Linked DNA regions of Mus musculus: region 2 is linked to region 1. The links are chromatin contacts, called in public Hi-C maps. All regions are on one chromosome and are shown on one strand. Each heading gives the region's core, a stretch centred on a gene start, on an enhancer-like site or on the middle of the called end of the contact. The rest is flanking DNA. Distances are from core to core; before and after follow the strand shown.

Region 1 (2,751 bases), core at 172-2,671:
CCATGGAAAAATGTACACAAAGATAATTGGCCCCATTCAAGGAAATTCTGACTTAATTTGAATTTAGTACAAATTGAGCCCAGGAAAAAATGTTAACGTTCTCTATGTAATTCCGTGCGATCCAAGCTCCATTCATCACTGCTCTTTCATATTACTACTTGATAGGGATCGCCTTTTACCTCAGTGCTCACCGGAGCCATCATGAAAAGAAGCGACTCAAGTAGACAAGTAAAGAGATGACAAAACATAAGTTCATATGTTCCTCAAAGAAAGCCTGTTTCACACATTAGTGGAAATATGATCTAGCCTCTTATGTTTGCCTGACCTATTATGGTAGGAAACACTGGTGTGTGTGTGTGTGTGTGTGTGTGTGTATGTGTGAGAGAGAGAGAGAGAGTATGAGTGACTGCATAGCCTATTTTATAAATATTAATTAAGAAATACTAAAAATTTTAACCATAGATTAAGAAAAAATAAAAAATTTCAAACACAAAATAAGAAATATGAGACCTCGATGAAGACCAGTGGTCTGGTCGGGCCTCAGTGGGAGAGGATATGGTTAGGCTTACTAGGAATGGATGTCCCAGCAAGGAGTGGTACCCAAAGAGGGTTTCCCATTCTCTGAGGAGGAAGGGAGAGGGTAATAGGGGAAGGATTTATAAGGGTGGGACTGTGAGTGGCAGGGGGAGCTGTGATCAGGATGTAAACTGAATAAATAAATTAACGGGGAAAAAAAGACCAGTGGTCTAAAGCTGGATTATATTGTTTCAAATCCTCTCATGCACACCATTGCTCTGTGAGCCTAAACAAGTCACTTCACTGCTCACTGCATCTATAATCTGCGAAACAGGATGCTAACTACAACCTCGTATCTGTTCCTTGGGTTGCTGGGAGTTAAGGCATGTCACACATACACCGCCAGACACCTTAGTGGCCAGCTGTGTACACACAAATATTTGATTTTTTTCCTAATGGAATTATGATTATTCCCATCATCTGACATTTGTGAAGTCTCTGTGCTTACTAAACAATAACTTTATAAAGCCTTAAACTACTGTTTTGCGTTCTTTATTTTTTGTTTTTGTTTTTTGAGACAGACTCACTCTGGTAACCTAGGTTAGACTCAGGCTTTCTTGGTTCCTGTCTGCTGCTGGGATTCTAGGCATGTGGAAACATGTCCAATTCTGTTTTGCCTTCATTAAATATGTTAGAGATGTGGGACTTTCTATGTCTAAATGTTTCCTGTAGGTGTCTGAGTTTGGGTGACTGAATGAGGTGTAAATAGTGATTATCGTCAGAAATCTGTTTGTAAAGGCCTGGTATGAGTGGCCGTTGGAGCCACACAATTTATCTCTCATAACACAAGGCAAGATGAACTATGAGGGTGATGATGGCCTCCAGCCAGAGGCTTGGCCTCTGACTTCACAAAGGCCAGCCAATGGGACATGTGGCTATACTAGACCTATTCTCAGCAGAAAGCAACTTCCTCTTTCTTAGACCTCCCCTTCTGGGAAAAATAGTGGTGTGAGAAAATGAGAGAAGATAAGAACGGTAGCTTGCATTCACTTTCATCTTGCATCTTTGCAATACTCTGCAAAGCCATTAGATTTTAAAACGAACCTTCTAATAAATGGCTTTTGACCTAGGCAATGATTATTTGACCAGACTAAAATCCACAGACTGCTACCCGAGTATGAAAGAGAGAGGTGCGTGTGAGTCTCTGGTGTCTGGCACATGGTCAACAATAACCCACCTGCTATTGTGAACTGTTCTTCAGAAGTGCGGTACAGGCAGAGACATGCTTCATAACTTTCAGCATGAGAGCCTCTAAGGTTGAAATAGCATTGGGGGGAAATGCTATTTCATTTTTATGAAAATGGGAGGCACTATAGAAACTATTTTTTAACATATTGATATTCTCCCATCTTGTGCCACATTAAACACAGTATATCTGACCTGGTTAAGGTGATACTTCTCAGGTGACGAAAAAGTAAGTCCAAATCATCTCCCAATCAATATCCTGTTTCCCATACTGAGTCTGATTCAAAACCAGGCTCCCTTCTTCACCTCTGGATTCAGTCTTTCCCCCTCCTCCTCCTCCTCTTCCTCTTCTTCCTCCACCCCCTTTTTCCTCTTCCCCCCACCCACCTTAGTTATTTGCTGTGTACATTACTTTCAGAGTCTTTTTCTTTTTTACTTTCAAAATCTTTAAGTTTCACATTTCAGTGACACATACTGTGGTACCTGATGACATGTTTACATTTTATAATGATCAAATCTCAGCAAATTACATGTCTAGCTCTTTAAATGTTATTTCTCTTTGGTGCCATGGCCAGAACTCCTCTCTTACAGCTATTCTAAGATATACAATCAAATCTCTTTCACTTAAGTAAACCCTTCATTTCCTTTGCCTGTCTGAGTATCCCTGGCGAATCCATGTACAGAGACTTCCTACCATCACCAAAGCCAGTGATGGCAAATCAAGGCAAGCTGAGTGGTAAAACAGATTGATAGAGTAGGGTTGTCTAAGACCAAAGAGGAGAGTTAAGCAGATGGCAGAAGAAATGGTACAGAGTAAACATCCCTTTCTAAAACAAAGAATAGGTGCATAGAAGTAAGCAATCTGACCAAAGCCAGGATGAAGGCAAATATCAAAGCCTGGAGCTCCATGCCTAGTGTCTGGGGCTGCAGCAGCCCCACCCCTGTAGATCTGCTCTCAGCAGCACACATAGCTTCTTTCTTAGACTAGAT
Region 2 (2,751 bases), core at 70-2,569, 710 kb after region 1:
AGCCACAGAAGAGGGGGAGAGGCTGGGAACGGAGCTCAGTTAGTAGAGCATTTAACACGAAACACAGGGTTTGAGGATGGCACCATAGAAAGTGGGCATGGGAGCCTACAAGCCTATAACACTAGGATTGGGAGGTGGAGGCTAGAGGACCAGAAGCTCAAGGTCACCTTTAACTGCAAATGGAATTCAAGTGCAGCCTAGACTAAGAAACCCTGTCACTCAAAAACAAAAAACTAAAACAAAACAAACAAAAAACAAAGGGAAAAAAAAAACAACAACAAAAAGCAGAAACTTACTACCTAGAGGTGAGGTTATGTAACTTTAGATTCCTCATGCAGAAGTCACTTCATTCCAGAAAGGAAACTGCAGACCAAGTTGAACTTGGCCCTCTAGGGCCTGGCACATAGGTTTGTCTAGAGTAATGAGAAGAATCATAGGGAAGGAGAGAAGACAGCAAGAGATCCAGGGGAGGGTGGCACACAGCCACAAGGAACTCTAGCAACAAACACCTCAAAATTACTCCCTCCCCCCCCCCCCCCCGAGTCAGGGTTTCTCTGTGTAGTCCTGGCTGTCCTGGAACTCACTCTGTAGACCAGGCTGGCCTCGAACTCAGAAATCCACCTGCCTCTGCCTCCCAAGTACTGGGATTAAAGGTGTGCACCCTCACACCCGGCTTCAATATCACTTCTTAATGCAATCTCAATTCATGAGGTTTTTAGTTTAATACCCCAACCTAATTTTTAGCTAGTTTGATACACCTAACTTGACTATTTCTGTTGTGGTGTTGCAGATCAAACTCGGTCTTATAAACACTAGGCAAGGAATGAGATACAAGTTCATTGTATATAAGCTATGCTGGGTATTATAAATATATCACCAAAAAAAATTTTTTTTTTAAAAAGGGTCTTACTGGGTAGACCAGGCTGGTCTTGAACTCACAGAGAACAGCTTGTCTCTGCCTAGAACCCTGGGATTCTCATCATGCATGAACTTTTAAATACCCCAAATGGAAAATAATTCCTCAAGCAACAACAATGAAAATTTTAGAGACCCAGAAAACGTTCTAAAGGACATACAGTAAACTTGCCTATTTAAATGGTGAAAGGCACAGCCCAATGTCCCCCTAACTGATATCCTTCTGTGAAATGTTGTATTCTTAACCAGAAGAGAAAATTTAGGGCATTATCTGAACTTCACGGTCACTAAGATAGAGAAAGCAATTGTTTTTGCCAGCACTGATTATCTGTCATGTATGCATGTGGTTCCTATCATCAGTGCCCAGAACTATCTCTCCCAGTTTGTATACACATCCAGCGCCATATGGAGTCAGTTATTTCAAAGCAGTGTCACCGCAGGAGCAGAGTTGCAAGCTGATAGAGAGCAGCCTGCATTCTAACCTAAAGCAGTTAGTTCATCTCACCCCAACAGCAGCTAAGGAAGACACGGAGTAGTCACCACTCCTTCAAAAATATACCCAGCTCCAGCTCCAGTTTGAGAGAAAGGTATTCATGTGTTTATGGCACACAGAGCCTGGGCTAAAGAAAACATGAAAACACCCCAAACAGCAAACCTCAACACTGTCCCAAGCTCACCTCGGACGTTGGCTGGTTCAGAATAGGCAGTCTTTCCTCCATCCTGTCTAGCCCCTTGCAGGCATAGGTATTGGCAACCGCAACTGCAGGAAACACAGACAGGAAAATGATCACTCACTGTAAGGATAGAATGAACACACGGATAATACCTCTGCTGTTTATTTAATCTTATAATGAAAATAGCCAGAATGCAGCCTTGTTGTTCTTAAAACCACAAAATCCACTTCCAGGTTTCTCTCACTCTCCCAGGAAGAAATCTGGCAGGTTCGTGGCAACTTTCTTTCAGTGAGAGGTAAATGAGAGGTTGTGTGGGAAAAGCAGCTAAGGGAGAAGGCCTCGGTGCTAGTGACAGGCAGGGTGAGGCAAGCGTCTTCTGAAGCGTCACTCAGGAAATAAAGCTACCCACGCTGGGTTAATTCCTATTTATCTCAGTACATAGAGATACATGCTGGGGTCTCACCAGTGACAGGAGCACCCTGGATCTTCCTAACAAGGCCTAGGTTTGTTTCAGTCCAAGCTTCCCCCTTAAAGATAACGGGTCAAGAATCCACACCAAATTCATTAGGGAGTTCGAAGTGTTGGGATAGCTGTTTCTTAAGTGGTCCTTATAATCCTAGACCATAATTTACCCTTTGGGGGTGGGGGGAATGATGCAAATGTTTGTTTAAAGCAGTTCATTTATGTTTTTGGAGAGATTTGGAGAGTCTAGTAGTTCCTCTAAAATTGAAGAAAAACATTTGAATGTGTACGGTTGGGTGTTTTGCTTGCATGTATGTCTGTGTACCAAGTGTACAAGCCTGGTGTCTGTGGGAGACCAAAGAAGCCATTGGGTCCCCTGGAGTTGGAGTTACAGATAGTTGTAAGGACCATGTGGGTGGTGGCAATCTCACCCAGGTTATTTGGAAGAGCAGCCAGTGCTCTTAACCCTCCGTCACCTCTCTCCAATCCCAAGTCCCTCTGAAATTTAAATGCAGTTATTAAAGACCCAGCAGTTCTACTCCTAAGTACATACGAAGGAGACTGAAAATACTACGCCCAAAACTTGGGGTGAACATACATATGTCCACAGAAGCACCATTCATCTTCCTAAGGTAGACACTACCTAAATGTCCATCAGTTGATGAACCGATCAATTGTTGGGGCTGGAGAGACAGCTTGG

What was found. A called contact is a pair of places that touch in the nucleus more often than the background predicts.
Region 2: a contact with region 1 is called in a Hi-C map of the G1E-ER4 cell line, with 3 times the contacts expected there. The contact joins two enhancer-like sites. A contact is called at or near these places in 1 of 39 promoter capture datasets (cranial neural crest) and 1 of 484 Hi-C or Micro-C datasets (the G1E-ER4 cell line).

What each region holds. Positions count from the first base shown.
Region 1 is chr4:85,952,325-85,955,075 of GRCm38.p6, forward strand. It overlaps a transcript of Adamtsl1 not described here. Among named protein-coding and RNA genes, the nearest start is that of Adamtsl1, 100 kb to the right of the region's middle. Within about 2 kb of position 1,422, at least 24 of the 459 cell types and tissues checked have an H3K27ac peak or open chromatin away from gene starts, as enhancers often do. A contact at or near this core is called in the G1E-ER4 cell line, where this site is marked.
Region 2 is chr4:86,662,837-86,665,587 of GRCm38.p6, forward strand. It overlaps Plin2 (perilipin 2), which reads right to left. Exons shown (of 8, transcript NM_007408.3): 4 at 1,593-1,675. Among named protein-coding and RNA genes, the nearest start is that of Plin2, 5.8 kb to the right of the region's middle. Within about 2 kb of position 1,320, at least 30 of the 459 cell types and tissues checked have an H3K27ac peak or open chromatin away from gene starts, as enhancers often do. A contact at or near this core is called in the G1E-ER4 cell line, where this site is marked.